Linked DNA regions of Danio rerio: region 2 is linked to region 1. A link is a contact called in public HiCAR-type data. All regions are on one chromosome and are shown on one strand. The core of a region is the stretch at or near the end of the contact, and the rest is flanking DNA. Distances in the headings are between cores, read along the strand shown.

Evidence for each region. HiCAR-type assays count read pairs that join an accessible place to other places.
Region 2: a HiCAR-type map of caudal fin shows a contact between it and region 1, with 11 times the contacts expected there. The contact joins the enhancer-like site here to the promoter of tgfbr3 in region 1. A contact is called at or near these places in 9 of 18 Hi-C or Micro-C datasets (caudal fin, embryo, fibroblasts and 3 more) and 3 of 4 datasets of contacts at active chromatin or transcription factors (caudal fin, embryo and gastrula embryo).

The regions. Positions count from the first base shown.
Region 1 is chr6:26,858,565-26,864,757 of GRCz12tu, reverse strand. It overlaps tgfbr3 (transforming growth factor, beta receptor III), which reads right to left and starts at 1,678. Exons shown (of 16, transcript NM_001311172.2): 1 at 1,508-1,678.
Region 2 is chr6:27,106,507-27,112,303 of GRCz12tu, reverse strand. No RefSeq gene overlaps it. Among named protein-coding and RNA genes, the nearest start is that of znf644b, 17 kb to the left of the region's middle. Within about 2 kb of position 2,798, at least 13 of the 62 cell types and tissues checked have an H3K27ac peak or open chromatin away from gene starts, as enhancers often do. A contact at or near this core is called in caudal fin, where this site is marked.

The DNA.
Region 1 (6,193 bases), core at 429-2,928:
TGAAAGAGACTTATGGTCTCGACTATAGCCATTCATTTTATAAATGTGTGACTATAAGCATCAGAAGAATGGGTTATGAACTGGGTTATAAGATATTACCCAAATTTATCCACTATGCTGAACTGCTAATGTTAAAAAAGGTCTAAACTGGTACTGTTGCTAAATGCAGCATCACAGATGGCAAACAACCAAGAACGGGTACTGTCTTATGTTCAGAACAGTTTATGAGACACAACAAAAAAATAAATAAATAAATAAATAATGCCATTAAGATTTTTTTGTTTTTCGAAAAATGTCAATTAAATGTGGGGGGGGGGGGGGGGGGGGGTCATCAGATGTCATAAATATTACATCAAATTTAAATTTAATTACAATTTAACGCTTTTATTTTAAATTGTCCTGAGAAGATTACAAAATAAAACCAAAAATGTATGTAAAACCAGTGGTCAGTAAGTGAGTTTGCTTCAAAGCCAACTTTATGTTAGACATCAACAAGAAACAAAACAGTTCCAAAATTGTTTTCGTACACAAGTAAAGTTCAACAATGACATGGCTTATTATTAAATTGAAGTATTAGGTCCTGTCAAAATTGATGCCTGTCAATCAAGTGACAAATTAAAACATCAACTTCATTAGCACTGTAACCAAAAAGAAACTTTGCAACCAAAAAGAGACTTTGCAACCTTATAAAAACATTTTGCAGAAGATAATATAACCACATACCATGATAATTTTCATGAAAAAACCATAGTCACCATGACTCAAATGATTGCATGATAAAATAACACATCAATTCAATTCCAAAGCAATTCCAAGACAACTCCACACCTTCAACTTTTGATTTTTCACATATAGTGCTATCCCCCAAGGTGTCATTTCTAAAACTAACCGGCCCGTTTAAGAATTTCACAATACCTGCAACTAGTAAAGGGAAGAGGCTTTTGTCTTTACATGCAACTGGAAGAGATCCATATCATGACTGCACCTCCTGTGTTATGTGAACTATGTAATTTTATTAAATCAAATTTATGTGCAGGGCAGTCCACTCATCCCCCAAAAAGAGTTGGACTTGATGTTAATGAAAGAAGAAGGAAAAAAAAAGAGAATTAAGAGTCTTTCTGCTGGATAACAGCACACTGCAGTTCAGCTGACAGTTCAAACGCACAGCTCATCCTGACCACATCACAACATCTGCACAGAGCCAGTACACTTCAGCTCAGTTTTAAATAAAAATATATATTAAAGACAATGACTTATTGAATACATCTGTGCACGAACTTTACTAATATCACTTTGCTTAGTAAACACAAACTTCATAAATTAAACTGGAAGCGCTATAACGTCAGTTCTGCGCGTCGCGTTTTTCTAACGGAGCAGTGAGCATGCGAATGTAAACATGATGATTAAAAGCAAATCACTTCTTAAAAGAGTCCTAAACTGAGTTTACAGCACCCTTAAAATAGCTAATGTACACGTGTAAAACTATAGCAAAAACAAAGTGACATACCACCAAATCTTCAGTAAGTTAGTGCTGAAGAAAAGTTTCTTTGGGAGTTCACGTAGTAACCTTTCCTTCGGCTTGTGCAGCAAAGGAGCGGCGAGTATACGCTTCTGTTTGTATAATAATTAATACCGCGACAAACGCCACGGTTTTCGGGATGACAAAGCCTGTGACAGTTCTCAAAAAGTTTTAAATACCTCTCCCGCTTTCTGTCTCTCTGTGCGTTTTAGTGGGAGGGGCCAGTAGGAGGAGGTTGAGATTCACATCTATCATGAAAAAAAAAAAAAAAAACTGAGGATGAAGTGGGCTTGAAACCCCTTCTACTTCCGCCGGCATGATACTAAATTTACTTGTACAACTGTCTACAGCATATATAATAATAACAAAATATAATAATAATAATAATAATTATTATTATTATTATTATTATTATTATTATTATTGTTGTTGTTGTTGTTGTTGTTGTTATTATTACTATTAGAATAAGAATAAATAATAATAATTATAATATTAATCATTATTATTATTATTTATTTTTTAATTAATAAAAATAATGATAATAATAATAATAATTTTATTATTATCATCGTCATCGTCGTTGTTGCTGCTGCTGTTATTATTATTATTATTATTATTATTATTATTACATTACTATTGATGATGTTTTTATATGATAATTATTATTATTATTCATATTTTATTTCATTTTTATCACCGTTGTTGTTGTTGTTTATTTGCTGGTTTTACCTTAATAATGTTATTATTATTATTATTATTATTGATATTATTATTATGATTATTATATTTATTGTTATTATTGTTGTTGTTGTTGTTTAATTGTAGCATCTTTTTTGTTGTTGTTTTGTTGTAATATTTAGTATTACTATTATTATTATTAATTACATTTTGTTGTTGTTTTTGTATTATTTTTATTACATGTAACAATATTTATTATTGTTGTGGTTTTGTTTTGTCGTAATATTTATTGTTATTATTCATTATTTATTTGTTTGATTTTTATTTGAATCATTGTTTGCTTTTTGTTTGTTGTTTTACCTAAATAGTATAAACAATAACAATAATCATTATTATTATAATAATCGTCATCTTTATTTTGTTGTTGTTTGTTTATTTGTTTGTTTATTTGTTTGTTTGTTTGTTTTTTGCCATTATAGCTATGAAATGAGTGGGAATTGACAAACAGTGCATTTGGAAAGTTTAATCTGTACCCTTTTTCAACATTATATGTTACAGCCGTATTCCAAAATTAATTAAATTAACATATTTCCCTAACAATTCTGAAAATAATACAGTATAATACCTACATGAAAGAAGTTCATTTGAAAGCTCATTTATTTTTGTTGCTTTTTAAATGAATAAACACCTTTGTCACCAATTAGAACCTCAAGTCTTTTTGAGCATGATGCTACAAGCATGGCACATTTATTTTTAGGCAACTTCTGCCATTCTTCTTTTTAGTTCCTCTCAACAGACCTTTTATTTAGTGGAATTTGTCATTTTTTAAGCTTTTGAGAATGATCTTGTTCCTTTAACATTTTTCACACACCACATCCAGCCAATTTTTAAACATCATAAAAATGACAATAAAGATGTTTGAACAAAACTGCATAAACCACTACAATAAAATTAGTGGATTGCTGTATTTTAAATAATGTACATTCCAAAATATCTCAAAATATGATTATTCATCCATACATATTCAAATGCATTTCTTTTCTGTGAAGCATTGTCTTGCATTTTAATGAACATAAGGTTAATGTAATACATTTTACTATGTTTGTTATTTTGAAAGCCTGGAAATGTGCTCATCATAATCATAAATTCATTTGAAGTGAAGCCACTGATGCCACAATCTCAAGCAACTACCAGACAAATGTTCTGATCCTTACCCTAAATCAGAAAATTAAATTTTTCAGAGAGACAACTATAACATTTAGATCCTTTAAATAGATGTAAACCTCATTTGATACAAATCAGAATTCATTGCAATGTACTATTATTTTGACATTTTGATATGTATTTGATATGTTTAGGGTTAGGAAGTGGTTAAGTCTAGGGTTATGCAGAATTAATTGTAATTACTTTATAAAATGTGCAACAAAGACACTTTAAAAGCAAGGACAACCAATACAAAATGCATTTTACATAAGCAAATAATATTTCCTAACTCTATTAGGATGAGGTTCTAAGTGTTATCTAAAGTAATATCTTTATCCAGACTACTTTCTACTCTGATTTCATAGATGTAGTAAATCTTATCTGTTACATTTTTCAGTGATAGCAGGATCACTCTGTCATTGCCAACTAATTTGATTCAAGGGAAAACATGTTGACCTGACTTTAGTTTGGCCTTTCTAAGACACAAACACACATATTCTTTAACCAAAATCTTGACTTTAGAGTCATTTAGTTGATTACATCATTAACTAATTAATAAGCCTTTACAATCAACAATTCACTTGAAGAAGTCGTCGACTGAAGTGATATAAAACGTTTTATTGTGTTTACTGTTGCATTTGGTCATTGCATGTGAGTTCAATTTGCTTTTAAGAGCCAAAAGAAAAAGCAAAACAAAAATGGTATGATTGTATTTAAGCTAAATTTCATGTTTGTGTTTATTTGTTTTTGCAGGATATATTTACTTTTTCATTTGCATTTTCTTTCTTTTTTATCTCTCTGCCTCCTCTTCTGGCTTGTTTTTTCGTGAACAAACAGACTTATGTTGTCTGAGTGAAATGTTCTGCTCCGTTCTAAAGGAAATGGAAATGCTTTAGCACTGCTTACAGTGTAAATGTCAGAGTCGTGATTTGCCACTAATGAGACAGCACCCTTCCAAGATGGAAAACTTTGTTTTGGAGCTTCTTGCTGTCTTGGAAACATTGATATGCTGCTTTTGAGTGTCAATAAAGATGTACACAGAGGCTTCATGTCATCTTTCACTTCTCATGCATATGTATGCCTCTGAAGCAGGCCTGCTCAAAGCATCTGCACAGACGGAAAGAGAGATGCCACAAAATCCAGTTTCGAACATGATTCCCCTGCCCTAATTCTTTGATTTCATTTGTTTTGTTTGCATTCTTTCTCTTTGTCAGTCTTTTTTTTTCTTTTTTATTAAATGAATGGTACATCGAATATAATTGGGAAGAAAATCAACTATGGAATATCAGGGAATTCCAATGCATGATCCGTTATAATGCACTCATTGTACTGCATTGAAAAATGGAAATCCTAAACAAGTCTTTTGCATATGTAACATTGTTGCATAGACATGACTAAAAGACAGGATGTCCTGTTTGGGAATTTGTACTGCATTTAATAACAATTAAAAAATCATTGTTTATTCACAGAAATTATTTCAAGTGTTTACTTTTTCAAATGATGTTTGTGGAAATAAAATATAAATTTAAATATTTAATACATTAAACGTAATAATTATAGGTTATCCTGATAAAGACAAGTTTTGCCAAAACATGTTGGTGTGGTGCACAATAGTGCTGTTGTTTATAAAAAAATAATATTAATAAACACTTTTTTACTTACTTTTCGAGTGCCTTGGACTAATGATTTTGTTGTTTATAAATGTAATTATGCTGCATCATTATCAATTAATTTAACAAAATACATGAAAGGGAAGAAATTGATTTTATTGTTAATGCTTAAAACTTACTTGCTAGCAAATTACAGAGGTCTTTCAATGTATCATCAAGTGCTTCTTGTTAAAATATTTATTTATGGCTACAATGATGTATAGTGATGTTATGCTGAATGATGTATAGTAGGTGCCTCCTGTAAATAATAGTAAATATCTATGATATTAATTTATTTATTTGCCAAGAAAAATAAAAACAACAGCATCGACAATAAAATTAATAAAATAAATAAACAGGACATAATCAGGCTGAAGGTGAAAGTTTTATCACGTTTTTTAATTCCTTACAGTAGAATATCATCATTTAAACACTGATATATGTATCTGAACCACATCAACATTGAACTTGCTTGATTTAAAAAACTGTTTCTGACTTTCTGCCATTGTTAAACTTGTTTAAAAGCGATAAAACTTTACAACTGTTACTGATATTTGATTGTGCTTGAATTAGCATTGTGAAAAGCGGTGATAAAGGTGACTTGACTTGACTTCTAATTTTTGTTTTATGTATGTATTTAATTTCAAATGTATTTATTTAATTTAATCATTTTTATAATGTTGTATATTGTTCATTTATCTACTTTAATTAATTAATTAACCTAAATTATTAGTATTTTTTTATTTCATTTTTAAAACTTTAACCCACATACCCCTTCTCTCAACTTGTCATGGTCTGATCTCTCTCGATCTGTAGCTGTGACAGTGTTTTCTTGTATAACACTTTCTCATTTATGAGAAGTGACCCGTGTGGAATGTGGGGTTCTGAACTCTTGACCTTGGAGCCACATGGCATGATGAAGCCTTTCATCTGAAATATGAGCAAATACAAGGCATGTTTATGTATGGCTACTTAGAGATTCCCTTAAAGCTGTCTCGAACACAAAAATGAAGATATGTCAACATGTATGACACGTTGTCATGCTGCTCTCTCTCTCTATAAATATTTATAAAAGCAAAGTTTAGCAGAGGACAGTGCTCCACCGTTATTTGGTGAAATGGGCAATTGTATGTAGTTACTTACA
Region 2 (5,797 bases), core at 1,549-4,048, 250 kb before region 1:
GGCTTAGCGAAGGGTCAATTAAAAAAAGATTGTCATCCATTTGACAACACACGTGCTGCAAATCCTCATAACACATACACATTTTAAAAAAAGAGCTGCATTTTTACACAACTCAAACAATTAATAAAACGTGCTGCATTCCTCACAATGCAAACACTTTATGAAAATCCGCTGCATTTTCTTACAACACAACAGAAATGTTTTAAGGTGACCCAAAAATGTGACTGACATGGCTATTTAAGTTATGGTTATCAAGGCTAATAAATGCTTAAGACATGAGAATTGGGATAATAAAATAAACAAACAAAAAACTCCCCTTTCAAAGATCACTCACTTCAATGAGCAATAGTCATGATATAGCGGCATCCATTTCCGTTGCGTTGTGAGAAAATGCAGCATGTTTTACTAATTGTTTGAGTTGTGCCAAAATACAGCTGATTTGTTAAAGATGTGTATGCGTTCTGAGGATTTGCAGCACGTGTGTTTTCTTAAATTGAAGCACCTTACGCTCTCTCGGCCACCATAGTGTACATTGTTCTGGTGACAAATTTAATGTACAGTATGTGTGTCATGGGTCAGGTTTGATCAGGTCTTCTCTGTTATATGCTTTAGCTGATATCTCTTACAATTTGCGCTGGTGCCATGCATTACTCACCTGTTGCTATTTGATCTAATTCACCTCTCTACTTATACTGTCCCTGTCTTCTTACTCAAATTATTGTGTTTCTTAAGCTTACGGACACTCTGCTATTCCTTTCTACATCTTGTCAATTATTAGTATTTATCATTTAACCTTTTGCTTACCTGCATCTGCTCAGTCACCTTGCTGTGGAATCCAAGTCCTCATCTGCTGTGACCAGCTCCATGCAGCTGCCGTTCCTCAGCCCTTTGTTCATCATTTAATAAAGGACTCAATTGAACTGAAGTCTTCTCTGTTTTCTGTCCGACAATGTGTCCTATTGTGTCTAGCACAACTATATATATATATATATATATATATATATATATATATATATATATATATATATATATATATATATATATATATTTTTTTTTTTTTTTTTTTTTTTTTTTGTGACCTAGTACCAAGTTGGTACACTATCTGCTGGTTTCACAAACCAGGTTTAAACCAACAGTCCCAGACTAAAATGTAAGTCTGAGCTGTTTCAACAGAAAGAAACCAAAAATATTTTATATTAAAATATATGAGTAGCTTTGTTTTATCTGAATATGGACACTGATGATTTTTTTCTATGTCAGAATAATACCCAAACTGTCCTAATAGAGCTATGGCCTAATCTTGTCTGTGATAGGCTGTTGAATGATTTTTATCGGGGGGTGTTGTGTAGTCATGAAAAGCAAAGTCAACAGTATTTTTTTCCCCTAGCTTTTGGAACACGAGGCCAATATTAGAGAGCGACGATTTTCACAGCTCAGCATTTATGTCCACCTTTCTCATTAAAGACTGCAAACAACTTCAACAAGGTTTGTAGATCATGATAAATGAAAACTCACAAGTGAAAAATGCATATTTTTATATGCTTCTTGATACACACAAAGCCTACACAGATTCTTAAGAGGTTGTCTCATTGTGCAAAAGAATGACAGATTATGTTTCAGTAGTTCGCCCCCTGTCTCCTTCCATTGGCATCATAAACCATAGCATCCAGCCAAGCAACATCCTGTACAACCAGCTGCAAATCTGCACATATTCAGAGACCATACGGCAAACGACAGGAATGCAGACTCTGGCATGATAAACACTCCCTCTCTAAGGCTTTTACTCTCTCTTAACAGACTAGCGGTTGCACTGCCAAAAGCACAAAACATGGCAAGAAGTTATCTTCAAACTGACATTGAGACATGCTATAGAGAGAAAATTAGCGATATTTTACCACTAGAGGTCGCTGTAGCTAATAAAATCAGCATGAATCAGTAAAACAGCTGACAAAAGTTAATATCTCACATCAAATATATTCTATCATGTACACACTTTTGTATGGCATAATCATATGTCACTCAATGCATTGATCGTGTTTAATGTGTCACTAAATATCTTTATCTTATTTTACCCATCTAAAAAAACTTATAATTGACAATGTATGCAAATCAAACATTTAAATCATATGCAAATTTGACATTCATGTTTGGATTCATTATGTTTGAATCCTTACGTTTGGATATAAATATGAAGAGTTCAGATGCAAAAACTCTAAGTGCCATCTAAAATTTTCTTCTAAAATTGGCGTTTTTCTCAGGCTCCTATTTGTCTTGGTTTAGTAATTTCACTTTTATAGCAAAGAATAGGTTATTTAGGTCATTTTCAACATGAAATAACTGAACAAAAACAAGAGGCAGAGAAAAATGCTCATTGTAGAGGAAAAGTCTATATGGCACTTAGAGGTTTGCATCTGAGCTCTTCATATATAAAACGTAGCTGAATTACAGATACTTGGAATAAAATTCCTTAAGAAAAGTCTAACACATTTGTATACAATAAGTAAATGCAAAAAATAAATAAAAACAAGTTAGCAAAGTATATGCTTGATAAATATTCTGTGTATGTGTATTTATGTGTGTATTTGCACTGTGACTACATATCACTGTCTGACTATATAACTCTGAGTGTTATACTTATCTCAACACCTCTGTCTTCTCAGGGGAACAGGGTTAAATATCCTACATAATCTGCCTTATTGGCCTTAAGAGAACAACAAATGAGCTCATAGTCACACATACACACAAGTGTGCCTGGACATTATCCAGCTGTGAGAGTGTAAACAGGAACTCACCAGAAAAAGGGAATCGGACACCATAAAACATCATTAGTGCTCAAACTCTCCGCGTTCACCGCAGCCACATCCTTCTAGGGAAGAAAGACAGTAGATGAGAAAGACACACAGAAATACAGCAAGAAAGAAAAAGTGCAGTTCTTCTGTGAATTAGGCCACAGGGCCCCACTTGTAAGGCCTGCACTGAGTGTTGCAGTGATACAGTGCAGGTCTGTCTGGACTATCTGCTTTACTATGACATGACACTTTCACTGCCTGCACAGACCATCTGCACTTTGCAAACAACTTTCAAGAAAAGTTGTAACAATTTCTCAAAAAATATCTCTCTCATTATTCTGCTATTAGGCATAACAGAAACAAATTTGATAATCCTAACTCACCTTAAAGTGCAAAAGTTTAGTTTAGATTGTGATTTATTCAAATTATTGTGTAAATTCGACCAAAAATTTTGTGAGATTTTACATGTACAAAAACATGCGAGTCAAAGTTTCCTCACTTTCCTGACAGAAAGAACAAGTATCTGCAACATCAGTAAATTTTGAGGTAAACGCACTGGCCGAGTATATTTTGTGTAGAATTTTATAATGAATTCCCTTTGCTTTGCTAAGCCATGTTCTTTTCCAATCAACATCTTGTATTAACGCTGACCAATATGACTTCCCTCTTGCAGTGATCAGATTTTTTTTTTGTTGGAGAATTGAAAGAATAAGTTTGTTGCATTTCTTATCATATATACTTATACCATCTGATAATAAGGAGGGTTCTATGATTCTTTAATTTATATACGAAATATGAATTTTTGTTGGATGTATTAATTATTTAGGAATAGCATACAATACAATACAATACAATACAATACAATACAATACAATACAAAAATGTTAAATTTCTTATATGGGATATGAAATTGATGAATTTCCATAAATTGTTTGTAAGTTAACAAGTTCCCCAAGTCACCACATAAGGAAAATAAATGTAATATTTCTCTATTGTACCAATTAAAAAAATATTAAATAAAGATTTATTCTTAATTTTGTAAAACCCTAATACAAAAGATGAGATTTAACAAGGATTTTGCTTTTTGTTATATATTTATATGTCACTATGCTAATGACATCACAAATAAATTTTTCAGTTGGATTTTATAGAAAACAGGAGAAAAAAAAACACCATAGATATGCTTATTATGTTGCTTTAATATGTTTTTATATTATTAAACTGCACTGAGCTGCATGACAACAGAACCTTAAAATGCTTTTACTATGGTAAAACAGCACTGCATCTTCGCAGTGTGATCAGGACTAAAAGAACAAGAAGCAGTTGACTGTGGCATAATAAAAGCTCTACTGCTTTCGACGACAACATGTATTTTAGCATGATAGTAAGTTTTGAATAATTTAGCCTGTGTTCTTTATGTGTTGCAACATTTCTCTCTTATAACTGTGACATTCACAGAATGATGACAGCTTTGGAACACTGTTAAATTTGCCCCTACACTTCCCAGTGTAAAGATAAAATAAAGTAAATTTTGCTTTGAAGTTAGCAAGTGGGATGTGACATTCATGCCCTCAACAGTAGACATTTATGATTTAGTGTTCCAAACTTGCTAACAATGTGGGAACACAACTTCAACAAACTGTTCATCAACTTTTGGCAGGCGACATGTTCCATTGTTGGAAAGAATGCTGTTATAGTTTTAGGCTTGTCATTTTCAAAACATCATGTTTAGGCATCTGACATTTCTACTGAAGCCACTATATATCTCTCATAAGAGTTTAAAACTTTACAAAGAAAACAGTTGTCTGAAGACATTTAACCTCTTTGCTAATTAGCACACAAAGTAGGCTACCATTTGTATTCTACGTTTGCCACCTCACCGGAAGTTGTTCATAATCTATTTTTACAGTAGTGCCCCATTGGTAAAAGCTGGATGCAACATTTAGAATATACAAACCTTAACATGCAAATGTGACTTGGCTTTCATCGCGTAAAGGCAGCAGATTGTGCGCAACACTGATGGGTCTGAATTCATCCCAGAACATGCTGTGAAACCTCACGTTTCAGTCATTCCAATTAATATAGCTCAGAGTTTCTTTCTTACACATCTAAAAATACAATTAGTTAAGATGCACAGCTGCATAGACTGTCAAGGAGATGCTTGGATGATAAAATGTGAATAAATGAATCAGATTTGTATTTCAGATGTTTAGCATATTAGGTCATTGTCCCATGTAGGACACATTTAGAGTTTTGATTGTAGGTCTTTTGATAAGTACTTGATTCTGACACTTAAAGACTTTAATCTCCAAATGTTAACATATTCTTGAACTTAGTAGATGACACTGTAAAGTCATGGAGACAGCCTGCCATCTAGTGGTCCTTTTCAGTCATTTTTGGGAATGCTTCAGCTGTTAGTATTTCCTAAAGCTCTTAAGACTGTCGTGCTCCTGCCTTAAGTACGTTTAACCCTTTATCGGGTGAAGAGCAATGTATGGTTACTTCATTTACATTGGTTACAATATAATTACACACACACATAAAAGTTGAAGATTACCTGAGAAAAAGTACAGACAACTTAATAAGAAAAAGAACAGAAATACTTGAAGATCTACAATTCTTGGCTATTTTAAATTAGACTTTTAAATTTTGTGAGAAAGTAAGACTCACGCAGACCACATCATTTAAATCAGTAAATTGTTTCTCGAGAACTTTACTTTGACCATCATCTGAGTTCACACAAGAACAAATGGAGATAGATCAAGAATTGTTTAGTGTGATGTGTGAACTGTGTCAACAATTTGTTAAAAAGAATCAGCTCATTATCAAATTGGATATTGATATTGCGTCTTGGGTTGGGTGATGTTTACTTCAGAACAAAATGAAGAGAAATAGTGTGTTTTATGAAATGGATAAAGCAAACACATATACAGTATTGCTTTAAAATGTAGTGAAGCAGTTATTTCTATTCGAGTAAGGTGCAGATAAACCTTAACCTTTGTGTGATG